3 separate regions of the Sus scrofa genome follow, and all the other regions are linked to region 2. Evidence: chromatin contacts called from public Hi-C data. All regions are on one chromosome and are shown on one strand. The core of a region is the stretch at or near the end of the contact, and the rest is flanking DNA. Distances in the headings are between cores, read along the strand shown. Region 1 holds the start of ZNF22 (zinc finger protein 22). Region 2 holds the start of ZFAND4 (zinc finger AN1-type containing 4). Region 3 overlaps TMEM72 (transmembrane protein 72).

Region 1 (4,536 bases), core at 173-2,672, 450 kb before region 2:
TCAACTCTCTGTGTTACTTCAGGCAAGTTTCCCTCAGCCTCATTTTACTGTAAGGCAGATATGAAGGTCCTCCGTGCTTCATGAAACTCTAGTAAAGATGAATGACCAGAAAATAGATGTAAAAGCACTTCCTAAATAATGAGCATCTTACAAATTCATTCATTCAACAGATACTTGTGAGTGCCTGCTACCTTCTGAGCACTGATACAACAAGGAACAAGAGATGGCTTTGTGTACCCCTGTGAGGGCATGGGCTTTGCTCTAATAACATGGGAAGCCTTTGGAAGATTTTGAACAAAATGAATGACAAGATTTGACTTGAGTTTTAGGAGGATCACTCTGGGGCTGTGAGTAGACATAGAGAGACCAGTGAGAAAGCCAATGCAACAATCCAGACAGGTCATAACAGGAGCTTGGTGGAGGTTATAGCAGTGGAGATGCTGAAAGTGGCTCTATTCTGGATATATTTGGAAGACAGTACCAACAGAATTACAGATGGCTTGGATTTGGATTTGGGGTGAAAAGAGAAACAATGACATCAATATTTTTGACTTGAGTAACTGAAAAGATGGAGTCACCATCAACTGCTGGGTTGAAGACTGTTGAATGAACAGGTTAGGTGAATATCAGAAGTTCATCTGGGGCTTTGTTAGGTTTGGATGTTCATCACACATGCAAAAGACACCGAGTAATCAACTCGATATATAAGTCTAGAGTTCAACAGTATTTGCATCCCAAGGTTTGACTGGAGTTACCAGTTTGGGAGTCTTCAGCATATACAGATGGTATCTGAAGCCATTAGATTTGGAGTTCTGCAGGTGGAAGGAGGACACAGATCAGGTGAACTTGCACAGGTTGGTAGAGGTGGTTGGCTGTAACAGAACAGAATCAGGAGACATCATTACTAAAGAGAAACAAGGCAGTGTGTTGAAAATCATGAGACTCTGGAGCCAAAAAGACGGGTACAGATCTTTGGCCATCAACTTACATAGTGTGAACGTGAGGCGATTTCTACTCTAAGCCTTGGCCTCCCTAACTGTAAAATGAGTACTCTCGTTCCTATCTTGTAGGGGTTTTTTTGGTAAGAATTAAATAATTGGCTCATGAAAAATATCAGAAATAGTTTAGGCTCTCCAGAAGTACCTCTATGTAATTAATAAGTGCTCCACATTTGTCGAAAGAATGGAGCCTCGGGGTCAGACCGGCTGGTGTTGCCTTTCAAAACCTTGACCACACGGGCTGCCACTCCCCCACCCTGTGGGTCGCTCCTCCATCACAAAGGGAGAAGACCACAAGTCTTGCGGTCCTGAGGGCCACAGGACGCCTTCCGAGGGGAAAACAAAATGGCAAAAAGAAAAGGGTTTCTTTTTTCCGGTGGGCCAGGCACCATAGAGGGTCGATCCGCCAAGTTCCTAGAGCGACCGCGAGGCACAGACAAACGGCGCGCTCGCACTTCCGGTGGCGCGAGGGACGCCGGGCGGGCGAGCGAGGGCCGCGGACGGCAGGCGCGGTGAGTGGCCCTGGGGTGCGCGGGCAGGTGCTCCGAGGCACCAGAGGCGCAAGCTGGGCGCGGCAGGGCGGCGCTCACCCGCCAACGGTGTGGCGAGCGCGGCTTTGGCCTCCGCTCCCGGGATGCCGCAAGGGCTCCGCGCGGCCCGCGGGGCGGAGGGAGTGGGGCGGGCCCGGCCTTGGAGAGGCGGTAGTTGGAGGCCTTAACTGTAGCCCCGGCGATTGGCGGGAGGAGGACAGGCCCGGGCTCCTGGCCGTAGTCCTTACGCCATCCATCAGGCGCCTGTCAGGATTAAACTTTGAACAAACGCTTGGGTAGCACAAGGCTTTTGTGAGAGCCTTGCAGATATTGACTCACTTAAACTTACAACGCCCTGATAATGTAGGGGTTTTATGGTCATCCCCATTTTATGTACTAGAAAGCAAGCACATTGCAGTTAGGCGTGTTCGCTTGGCTAACAGCCCGTGTACTGATATTCACCGTAATACCCGCATCTACTATGGAATTACACTGAAGACCGGTCAGAGGGCTGGACTTCACGTTGGGAATTAAGACTGCAGGTCATTCTGCTGCTAAAAGTACAAGCTCTGGGCTCAAGCTGCTAGGGTGTGGGAACCTGGCCAGAGTATGCCTGCCTTTCCTTAGCAGTACAACGAAGATAATACCATAAACCTACTCCGTGAATTAAGTAAGATGGCATAGGGAATTCCCTGGTGGCTTAGCGATTACGGTTTCGGCTTTGTCACCGCTGTGGCTAGGTTTGATTCCTGGCCCAGGAACTTCCGCATGGCCGGGGCCAGGCCAGAAAAAAAAGATAATAGTGACTGGCACACAGCTATCTGTTAGTGTGATTTCCTCATCTGCAGTGTTCCAGATGTGTTAGTCTCTGAGTTTCCGACCGGAACTGATTTATATAGTATTTAAAAATCAATGTGTTTTTTTCAGTATGTACTTATCATTATAGCTGTTTTCGAATACCAATATCATGTACCTAACAGATATCTCTTTGTCATAGATGTCCTATAAATATTTACTAAAGTTAAGAAATGAGTACTGTTCTCTCTGTATTTTTGTGTAGTAGGCAGTTTGTTCTAATACCTGCCTTAATTACTGCAGATATAATTGTTAAATATCCAGTTAAAGTCTTAGCGCTGTCAGGCCTGGAGTCTCAATTTTACAGTAAGGTGAAGGAAAGGCAATAACAGTGATGTAATTTTTGTTTTCAATTATTTGCTTTATAAGCTTGTATGCAGAGACCCTGGGTAATTATTCCCATTTTACAGTCTACTTTCTGGCACAAAATGTGGAAAGTAATTCCAATAATTGTATTACCTTTGCAGTCCTAGGTTCTCCTACATTGTCACCTGTTTGGAGTTTGTGTTTGTTTTGTTTATGGCCATTATTTTAAATAACCTTATGTTAGTAAATGAAATTAATTATTTGAAATTTTAAATTTTTTGCAGCATTTGGGAATTTTTTAAATCCCATCCTAGTTTTACATATAAACTTATTTCTTCTCCTTTTCTTGTGTTCTGCATATCACCTTTTATTCTGTCCTCATAATACTATCAAGGTAAAAGTTTTTTTGAAATTTTTCTTTCTCCAGGAAAAAAAAATTCTTTGGTTCACATTTTCAAAGAACTGTCCTCTTTCTTGGATCATTGTAATCTAGAAGAAATAATAATGAAACATCTCTTCACTAATGTTTTCCTCATCCAGTATATATTAAATATATATATGTTTTCTCATCCATTCTTTATAGAATAGTTCCTACATTCAGGACAGTTTATGCTGCAGAGTTAGGACTAAGTTGTTTCTCTATAGTGAAAGTAGAATGGCTAAACAAATAAGAATAAAGAGAAATATTTAACAAAGCATGATTTGTCATTTCTTTCTACTTTGGACACCTTAATTAGTCACTAGTAAGTGAGTATAAGTCTAACATGGGAATAAATATTAAAACATAATGATAATCTATTACCCAAATTTTGGTTGGCCTTCTTTTATTTATTTATTTGGCTTCATTAATTTTATTTCATTTGGTTGGCTCTATTTTATTTCATTAAGATACTGTCTCTACTTTTTAATGCTAGAGAATTATATACTCATTTTTTATTGCCCAATAAAAATTTTTATTTTGTAGTATCACTTTATTTTTATTCTGTCCCAACAGACAAAAACTCCAAAGGTAAATTTGGTGATATTTATTAAGTTTAAACTCTAAAATTATTAGAATTATTTTGTAAATATTTTTCCCCAGAATTGTCTTTGTTTTCATATGTATGAAATACATTTTAACTTAAAAATGGATGAAATTTTGATACGTTAGATGTATTAAAGTTGAATAATTAACAAATCATCTGCAATTTGTTTTTATTTTTTCTTTTACACAGACAGTTCTGAGCTGTGTAGCTCTAGGAAGTGAAACATTTGTTCAGAAGAAGAGAGTTGACTTTCCTAAGAATACATTTGGCTTTTCACCATGCGGTTTGGAAAACCTAAGGGAGGTATTTCTCGGAGCTCAAGCCAAGGAAAAGCCTATGAGAACCAGCACAAAACAGGCCGACAGCGACAGAAATGGGGAGTGACTGTTCGGTTTGACTCTGGCTTGAGTAGACTGAGAAGAAGCTTGGACGAGAAGCCTTATAAATGTACTGAATGTGAAAAGAGTTTCAGTCAGAGCTCAACTCTTTTTCAACACCAGAAGATCCATACTGGAAAGAAATCCCATAAATGTGCAGATTGTGGAAAAAGTTTCTTTCAGAGTTCAAATCTGATTCAGCATCGACGGATCCATACTGGGGAAAAGCCCTATAAATGTGATGAGTGTGGAGAAAGGTTTAAACAGAGCTCAAATCTTATTCAGCACCAGAGAATCCATACTGGAGAAAAGCCCTATCAGTGTGATGAGTGTGGCCGATGTTTCAGCCAGAGTTCCCACCTCATTCAACATCAGAGAACCCACACAGGGGAGAAACCCTACCAGTGCGGTGAATGCGGCAAATGCTTCAGCCAGAGCTCTCATC
Region 2 (4,086 bases), core at 662-3,161:
CCAAGCCACTACAGTGACAGAGCCAGATCCTTAACCCTCTGCTCCACAAAGGAACTACCCTTATATCTTTAATACATTGAAATACCTGTAGGAATAATGACTGTATGAAGTTAACCCTTAACTCCTTTTTCAATCATACTGAAATGACTGATTTTATAATATGGTTTTGGATAACATGTGGATTTTTAAGAACATACTTATCATGCTATAGTAAATAAGAATGTATTACAGAATTATCAATGTCTGGAATCCCTTAAAGGCAGCAGCATTCCAATCCACACAGTAAAAGATCTATGTGGATTCCAATTCCCGTAGTAAGAGGTCTGGGGTCAGGAATGCTGAAGTGAACGTTACAGAAATAAAGGCCTGGGTGATCAGTTCTGCCCAAGGAATTTAGAGACAGAAGTTATAAGTAGCACTTCTTTTACCTCAGTACTTTTCCATAGCAATACCCTGAACATTATAAACAAGTAGTGGCAGAAGGTAACATAAAGACAGATTTGCAAGTCCTTCATCAGTAATGAGAATGGATAAAGTAATCATGGGCTAAAAGAAAAAATAGCACAGCACCAATTGCAATGTAACATTCACCATAAATTTGGGCCCTAATTAATTGAGTAATTTCCAATATCCAAAAAGAAGCAAAACTGAAATGAATGCCTCTAGGAAATAATTATACCTCTCAGCAGGAGAAATTACTGTAACAGAGGACAAAAATAAAGATTTGAATTTTGATTAACCCATACTAGAGGACTAGATGATGGCAGAGAAGCAAATGGAAGTTCCATCAGATCAAAGACCTAGCCAGTATTAAAAATGGGGTCCATGGACAACTTCTGAAAGCTGTGTGTGATCAGTCTTGACTGAGCACATTATGGAACTCTATGATGTTGAAAAACAAGGGGCAATGAAGACTCAAAAACAGGATGGGAAATGATAGAAGGACAGCGAAAAACTAGAAGAGGAAGAGAAAAGGGAGAAGGCAGAGAAAAAAGTGCCTGCAGAATTTTTACCAATAATTAAAAAAAAAAAAACACTAAAAGTAATGCCATCAAATACATTTCTAAATCAATTCCCCAAACATTTCTCTTATCTCTTCTGAAAAAGTTCTTAAAACACAACCACCAAAGATGAAAGGGAAGTTAAAGGCAGGTAACGCAATAATAGTGCTGAATCAGTAATTTCAATAACTTGGAATCAGCTTTATCCTCCATCCTAAAGAATATTAGCCATATACGAGGAGTTCTTATAAACTCTCCCCCCAACATAGAGTTATAGCATGTTATGCAGCCCTTAAAAACACTATCTTTTAATGAACTGTTTTTTATTAATGTCTGGAAATATCCCTAAGTTTTAAGTACAAGTTTCAGAACTATATCCACTACATCATGCATCTATACCCTAAACTGTGAAATCAATTTTCTACTGGGCCTGGGAAATCCTTCGGAGCCAACGCCTCCTCGAGCCTTCAATGTACAGACACTTGTAGAGGACGGAGTCACCTGCGCAGCCCGTGCTCCTCCAGGATAAACTCCAGCTACCCAGACGCAAGGGCCTGATCTGGAGGGCAGCGCTCAGGCTTCACGTCAGAAGCAGCGACTTGGAGAGCAGCACCTGCCGGGCGGGGCGGGGCACCCCGCGTCGCGCTCGTTGAGGGATCGAAAGTGGAGGCTGAAGGAGACCCGCCGCGCAGCTCTCGGGCAGCCGCGGCGGAGGGGGCACGGCCTGGAGGCTGGCGACGACAGCGCGGCCCTCCCCATCCCGCCCGCTTGCCCTCACCTGCTCTCGTCCACTCACTCGCCAGCCCGCAAGCCCATAGAGAGGTGCGGCCCCCGCGAGCTATGCCGCGGCGGGCACACACCAGCAACGCTTCGCAGCCGCGCCCCCGCCTCTTTGTGACACCACGTACCAATCGCTCGCTGGCGCTTACGTCACCCTCCAATCAGCAGGGGCGGGGGCGGGGCCCTGCTGCCCGACGCCGGCGGTTGCTCGGGAGCCGGGGCTCCCTCGGGGTTCGGTGGTGGTTGTCGGTTAGGAGAGGCCCGGATGTTAATCCTTTATTACCAGCAGTGGCCACCTAACTAGGGCCGGAGCGGGCGGGCTGGAGAACGGTAGCCCCGGCTTCTGGGAACGGTGGAGTTGGCCTCTGGCCGGAGGAGGTGTGGACAGTACTTTCTTCCCTGCGACCAACCTAAGGCGCTCGACTGGAGGTGCTTGACGTGCTGGGGGATAGTCCCAGTCGATGGTCTTTTCAGAGCCAGTGCACTTCTGGTGCAGTCCGGGCCGGCCAGCTTTAAACAGAGCACCCTTCCTGCGCTTCACTGTCCCCTAACGTTTGTGGCCTCGCCTACCTCATCTGAAATATGAGGCCGTTGCCATGCCTGGTTGAAAGAAGAGCGAGAGCAAACAAGCTCTAGGTCTTACTCATTTATTCCTCATCCATTTGAAATTGAGTGGGTACCTCAGGCTGTTAAATCCCAGCGTCAGGTATGCCCAGCCACCTGTTTGGGGTTTTTTTTTTGGGGGGGGGTTGTTTTTTGGGTTTGTTTGGTTTTTTTGGCTCCAGTTTCCAAGCTGTTCAACTTGGGTGTAACAAACACATAACACAAACCTTCCAGCCTGATAAGGAGCCTCGCTGCTTCTCTTTCTCTTCATTTCCCATGGGTATTCTAAATCCAAACCTTAAGGATTTTCCAACTCTGTTGTCCTACAATTTTACTAGGTGGATTACTCATCTGACCATGAACAGGAATCTCCCTGTCACTGCAGTTTTACTCATTTTTGTGACTTCAAGGAACCAATCTAGAATGAACCCCAGTACCTTATATCCATCGTTCTATCCTTTTCTGACTCTCCTCAGAGATTCCACCTACCAATTTTATCTCCACAATTCAACTAACTATTGAGCATAATCTGGGGCTTATGAGACCCTGGGTTTTCACTCAACTTCAGGCTCTCTCATCACTGGTTCCTTCTTAAACTGTAATACTGAATAGATGGAGTCCCCTGAGAACAGAGATATGACTATTATCATTGTATACTAAGCTCAAAAACAGTGCCTGTGATGAAGGAATCTTACTGAATTAAAGCCTTAATTTCTAAACCTGCCTCCCCTCTCAGGGAAAACTAAGAGGATGAGCTTTGGAGTCAAGGAGATGAGCTTAAAACCTTGGGTAGCTCTGTTACCTTGGTCCAAATCATTCATTCTCATCATCATCATGTGCCACTTTTCAAATGCCAGATAGTTAACAAGGATCTCTGCATATTCTCTTCATAATCCTGCAAGGGATTTTACTAAAACCCCTACTTGACAAAGGAGGAAATAAAAACTAAGAAAGGTAAAACAATTTGCCTACACTCTAAGTAGGAGAACCAGATTTAAATCTAGGTCTCATTACAAAAATCCAAACTTATTCCACTATTCCACTCTCCTTCCAGATTTTAGCGTTATCTGTGAAATTCCTATCTGCTAATAGAAACTGAATAACATAAAAAGTGAATGGTCGGAGTTCTTGTCACGGCACAGTGGAAACGAATTCAACTAGAACCATGAGGGTTCGGGTTTGATCCCTGGCTTCGCTCAGTGGGTTAAGAATCCGGCATTGCTGTGAGCTGTGGTGTAGGTCACAGATGTGTCTCGGATCTGGTGTTGCTGTGGCTCTGGCGTGGGCAGGGAGCAACAGCTCCAATTAGACCCCTAGCCTGGGAACCTCCATATGCTGCGGGTGCAGCCCTAAAAGTACAAAAGACAAAAAAAAAGTGAATGGTCTACCATCAGACCAGTGAGTGTTCAGTTCCTTCCCCCTTTCAAGCCCCTCAAAATAGCAATTTGCACATTTTCTAACACTATTGTCTCCTGAATTCCCTGGAATCAATCCTAACGATGGATCAGCAGATTTGCTCCATCCAAAAGAAAAACATGTTTAACAAATGCTGAGTCTCATCCCACACTGGGCTCAGACTCAGAGCAGGAAGCTATACACAAGTAACCAAGGAACAGAAGGAAGATGAATAAAAGAGACAAATGGAATAGGCAATTGGGTCATTCTCACAGCAGAGCAGGGCAAACAGCTGATCTGTGAGAGC
Region 3 (4,547 bases), core at 1,627-4,126, 500 kb before region 2:
TGCCCAAGCAGTGGGCCACATTCTCTGCATGCTCTGGCACTGGCTCCAGGCAGCAGGAGTCACAGGGCCACTGGGGAAACAATGCAGCTCTGTGCTCACTGCAAGAAGAGCCAAGCCAGATGAGTGGTACTCATTCCAGAAGCATCGCTGAGAGTTCCCAGCATCCCTACCACAAGGGCTGTCGAGATTCCAAGTAGATGATGTAAACTAAAGATACTGAAAGCCAATAACAGTCTTCAGCTGGGAATGCCAACATCCAGGACAAGGCGCCTGCTGTATGCAGGGACCACAGAGGCGGTGCCATGGAGATTCAGACAGCACAGAGAAGTGGTTCTGCCATGCTGAGGGGATGGGTAGCAGAATAGGTGCTAAATATATGTTTGTTCAAAAGGGAAGGGAAGGAAGGAAGGAGGGGAAAGAGGGCAGATAGAAAAATGGGCAGATGACAGGCTAGCTCTGTCACAGGGCCACAGAAGTGACAGCCCAGAAATAACAAAGAAAGTTGAATCCGACATTCTTTAGTTAAAGGATTTGCAATATAGATTTCTTTAAAAAGTGAGTTTTGGTCCATGGGATAGTTGTAAGGCAGAGTAGACATTTTATTCTTTAGAGGCAATCTTAATGAATGAGCAATCTGCAAAACACTGTTACCTTGCTTTCCCGTTCATGTGTGTGAGCAACTCCGGGGTTCTGAAAAGCCTGTCTTAGACTACATGCCCAGGGAAAATCCAGTACTGAGTCTAAAGGTAGGCTGTATTGTTTTTTATTTCAGCATGAGCTTCTGGTAATTTTGTATTATAGTCTCTTAGGATAGTGATCTAGACAGTTGGGACCATCGGAACTGCAGAAGTACACTGACCTCTGCTGGGGCAGGTGCAAGAGCCCATGCAATGAAATGTTTATCACCTAATGGATATCGAAAGCCTTTGTGAGTCTTGAATCAAATTTCTCTTTCAAGAGAAGATGACAAGTAAATGGCCAAGGCCAGTGATGATTCATTTGTCCCTAAACAGCTGCTTCTGCCTGAGGCTGCACCTGATCCCGAGCGGGGGATGAGGGGCTACGAACCCACTATCACTTCAGTTTCCAGGAAACTTGGTGAGATATTTGCAGGCCCCAAGTCTCAGTTTCCTCTTTCTAAAATGGAACGAAATTTTTTTTTTCCTTTTCAACCAACAGTACCAGTAAACTTGGAGAAGAGGTCTCTAGGGGCAAGAGTGTTTTTTTTTTTGTTTTTTTTTTTTTTTTGCTATTTTTAGGGCTGCACTTGCAATATATGGAAGTTCCCAGGCTAAGGGTCAAATCAGAGCTGTAGCTGCCGGCCAATGCCACAGCCACATCAGATCCGAGCCACATCTGCGACCCACGCCACAGCTCACAGTAACACTGGATCCTTAACCCACTGATCGAGGCCAGGGATAAAACCCACAACCTCATGGTTCCTAGTTGGATTCATTTCTGCTGCACCACGACAGGAACTTCGGGGCAAGATCCATTTAATTCAACAACTATTAACTATTCATTAATTATCACCTGGTGGGCCAAGCACCATGGAAGGTGCTGGGCTGACGGGGTGAGTCAGCCTTACTCTCCATAGATGGACCATATGTGTGGTTCCCATGAGGCAGATATAAGCCTTACAATGAAATTGCAAACAATGTGCCATGAGAGATGAATTCCAAGGGAACTCTAAGAAGGTAGATTTGTGTTGAGTTTCAAAAGAAAGGCTAGCATATTAGCAGGTACCTAATTGTCTATCCTGGGACAAGGGGAGCCATGGAAAAATCCATCCAAATATGATGTTTTCCATACACAACAGAGAAGATTTTTGTGCAGTAGAAAGGGCACAAAACAGAGTCCCATCAACGACAATGACAATAACAGTAGATAAAACTGAGCCCTGAGAAGAAGACAGGGGCATTCAGTGTTTTGCAGCTTCCATCTCCTCTAATGCTCACAGCCTTGGAGGCACAGTCTTTTTCAGCACATGCTACAAAATGGGAAATCACAGCGTGCAGAATGTAGTAACTTGCACATTGGCACGCAGCTAAAAGGTGGGAGAGCCAGTATTCATTCCAGGCTCCAGAGCCAAGATTCTTAATGCCACCAGGGGATCAAAGTCTTAGATCAGCCACAGACATCATCAGCCTGCGGCCTTGACCACACCTCTTCCCCTGGGCCCTTCTTCCCCAGTGCTTTGAACGAGTAGAGTGTTGACCAGATGACCCTAAGATCCCTTCCATCTAAGTCATCTGAGACTAGTTTTTCTCAGGGGTACATGGAGAGGAAGAAAGGAAGAGAGAGGGGAGGTAGCTTAGGTGGGAGGAAGCAGACCAGCTCCCCACTGAGGTTTGTGTTTACCTCCTTTTTTACCCTTGTGTTTGCATGTCCAGGGCCAGTTTCTGCTATGAGCACCAAACCCTCCCACCCCAACACACAAAGAACCTGACCAGTGCCTGACAGCCAGTGCCAGGGGCCTGGGGCCTTTGGGATTTTCCCTAGTGGCTCATGCGCCTGAGCTCAGCATGGGACTTGTGCCAAGCCTCCCACCTAGCCTACCTCCAGGCCCAGGACAGAAACCCCTACCCCATGCAGGCAGGAAGTGGTCTCTTTGATACTTAGGAAGACAACATCAACACCCAGGCTCCTCTCTGCTTTCCTCCTGGAGGCCCAGGTCTCCTGCTGCACTGCTGCTCGCTGAACTCCAGACCCTGGGGCTTATATAAAGGGTTAGCAGAGACCAGCCAACACAACCTCCCAAAGGCTTCTTGCTTCCTTGGGCCCAGAGGCCCCTGGCAGCTAGCGGAGGCCTCTCTGGCCCCAGGCCCTCATGGGTCCTCTTTATTTTTCCATGGGCATTTTCAGTTCCCATTTCTCTGGCTTGGGCAGCTCCCTGTGCTCACAGCCAGTCCTCTTTTCTCCAGTCAGGGTCCTCTTCCCATTACCCAGAGCCTCCTGCATAGCATACATGGGGCTCAACAGAGGAACTTCTCTCCACCCGTTGCCCTGCCCCTCCCCCTTCAGACTCAGCTCACCAATCGCAAGGCAGTGACTTTGCCCCATGGAATGGCTCAGCCTTGTCTTCTGGGACTCTGAAGTTAGAACAGATATTGCCAGGCTTCTTCCAGGGGCACCATTGACCCCTTGCTTTCTAGCAGAGCCTGAATTTTCACAGCTGATCTACCTCCCTCCCCCATCCCCACCTCTAGCCAGCCACGCACTTCACACCCTCAGGTACAGTGGGTTCAACCTCTGCAGCCCACCCATACCCTCCTTCTGGCCAACAAGAAGTGAAGGGAGATGGCCCAGCGCCTTCTGGGAAAGGTTTCCTTGCTATTAAAATGAGCCTCACTGGATCTCAGCCTTCCTTTGCTTCCACAGAATGTGGTCATGTCTGCTGAGAAATCTAGGAACCATTTGCAAATATTAGGGGGAACTGAACCATTGTGTTAAGATGAGGGCAGAGAGGGAAAGAACCCAAGTCCCCAGCAATGTCTTTGAGACACTGACTTAACCAACCATGAAATTACCCATTCCTGGGGCTTTTTTTTTTTTTTTTACAGTATGAGATAATAAAATCCCCTTTGCTTAGTTTTTTTTGTTCCTCACAAATGAAACATCCCATACCAGAGTGTAAGTTACCCACCCCATTTATCAGGTTTGCATAAAGAAAAGGTCAAATATCAACCCCAATTCTCATTTTACTCATGGACCAAATCAGGCCCTCTGTCTGTTTTGGTGAGTAAAGTTTGTGGTTTTTTTTTTAATTTTTTATTATTATTTTTTTTCTTTTTATGGCCTCAACCATGGTATATGTAAGTTCCCAGGCTTGGGATTGAATCTGAGCCACAGCTATGACTTATAGGTGCAGCAACACCAGATACTTTAATCCACTGTGCCAGGCTGGGGATCGAACCCACACCTGTGCAGAGACTCAAGCCGCTGCAGCCAGATTCTTAACCCACTGCACCACAGCAGGAACTCCAATAAATAAAGTTTTATTGGAATACAGCCATGACATTCATTTACAGATGGTCTATGGCATTTCCGGCTTGAGTAGTACCAAGAGAGATGGTATGGTCTACAAGTAAGAAAATGTTTACTATCTGGCCAACTCCTAATTTAGATTCAGTAAGTCAATAGAGAAGCAAAAGTTCCTCCAAAACTGCCACAGATTTTATTGGTACAATAAAACATGAAATCCCTGGGAAAGAAGGCCCTCTCACATCCTGAAATGTCTTGAAATGCTGAGTATCAGGCCACACCTTGCCACAGAGTCTGTCCTAGGAGACAAGTGGGGGTCCAATTTGTTGGTCAAACTCACTAATTGTAATGGTTAATTTCATGTGTTAACTTGGCTAAGCTATGGTGCCCAGCTGTTTGGTCAAACACAGGCCTAGAATGTCACTGTGAAGGTATTTTTTAAGATGTGATTAATATTTATTATCAGTAGATTTCAAGTAAAGCACGTAACCTTCCATAATGTGGGTGGCTCTTGTGTAATCAGTTGGGGGCCATAAGAGCAAAGACTGAGATTTCTTAAAGAA

Evidence for each region. A called contact is a pair of places that touch in the nucleus more often than the background predicts.
Region 1: a Hi-C map of embryonic fibroblasts shows a contact between it and region 2, with 5 times the contacts expected there. The contact joins the promoter of ZNF22 here to the promoter of ZFAND4 in region 2. A contact is called at or near these places in 4 of 47 Hi-C or Micro-C datasets (embryonic fibroblasts, heart right ventricle and mesenchymal stem cells) and 1 of 2 datasets of contacts at active chromatin or transcription factors (alveolar macrophages).
Region 3: a contact with region 2 is called in a Hi-C map of retroperitoneal adipose tissue, with 1.5 times the contacts expected there. The contact joins the enhancer-like site here to the promoter of ZFAND4 in region 2. A contact is called at or near these places in 1 of 5 promoter capture datasets (fetal liver), 3 of 47 Hi-C or Micro-C datasets (embryonic fibroblasts, retroperitoneal adipose tissue and subcutaneous adipose tissue) and 1 of 2 datasets of contacts at active chromatin or transcription factors (alveolar macrophages).

What each region holds. Positions count from the first base shown.
Region 1 is chr14:91,093,774-91,098,309 of Sscrofa11.1, reverse strand. ZNF22 (zinc finger protein 22) reads left to right here and starts at 1,422. Exons shown (of 2, transcript XM_003483520.4): 1 at 1,422-1,510; 2 at 3,904-4,536. The coding sequence starts at 3,993.
Region 2 is chr14:90,641,361-90,645,446 of Sscrofa11.1, reverse strand. ZFAND4 (zinc finger AN1-type containing 4) reads right to left here and starts at 1,911. Exons shown (of 10, transcript NM_001302672.1): 1 at 1,780-1,911.
Region 3 is chr14:91,145,365-91,149,911 of Sscrofa11.1, reverse strand. TMEM72 (transmembrane protein 72) reads left to right here. Exons shown (of 4, transcript XM_021072810.1): 4 at 1-4,547. Among named protein-coding and RNA genes, the nearest start is that of RASSF4, 9.1 kb to the right of the region's middle. Within about 2 kb of position 2,876, at least 7 of the 83 cell types and tissues checked have an H3K27ac peak or open chromatin away from gene starts, as enhancers often do. A contact at or near this core is called in alveolar macrophages and retroperitoneal adipose tissue, where this site is marked.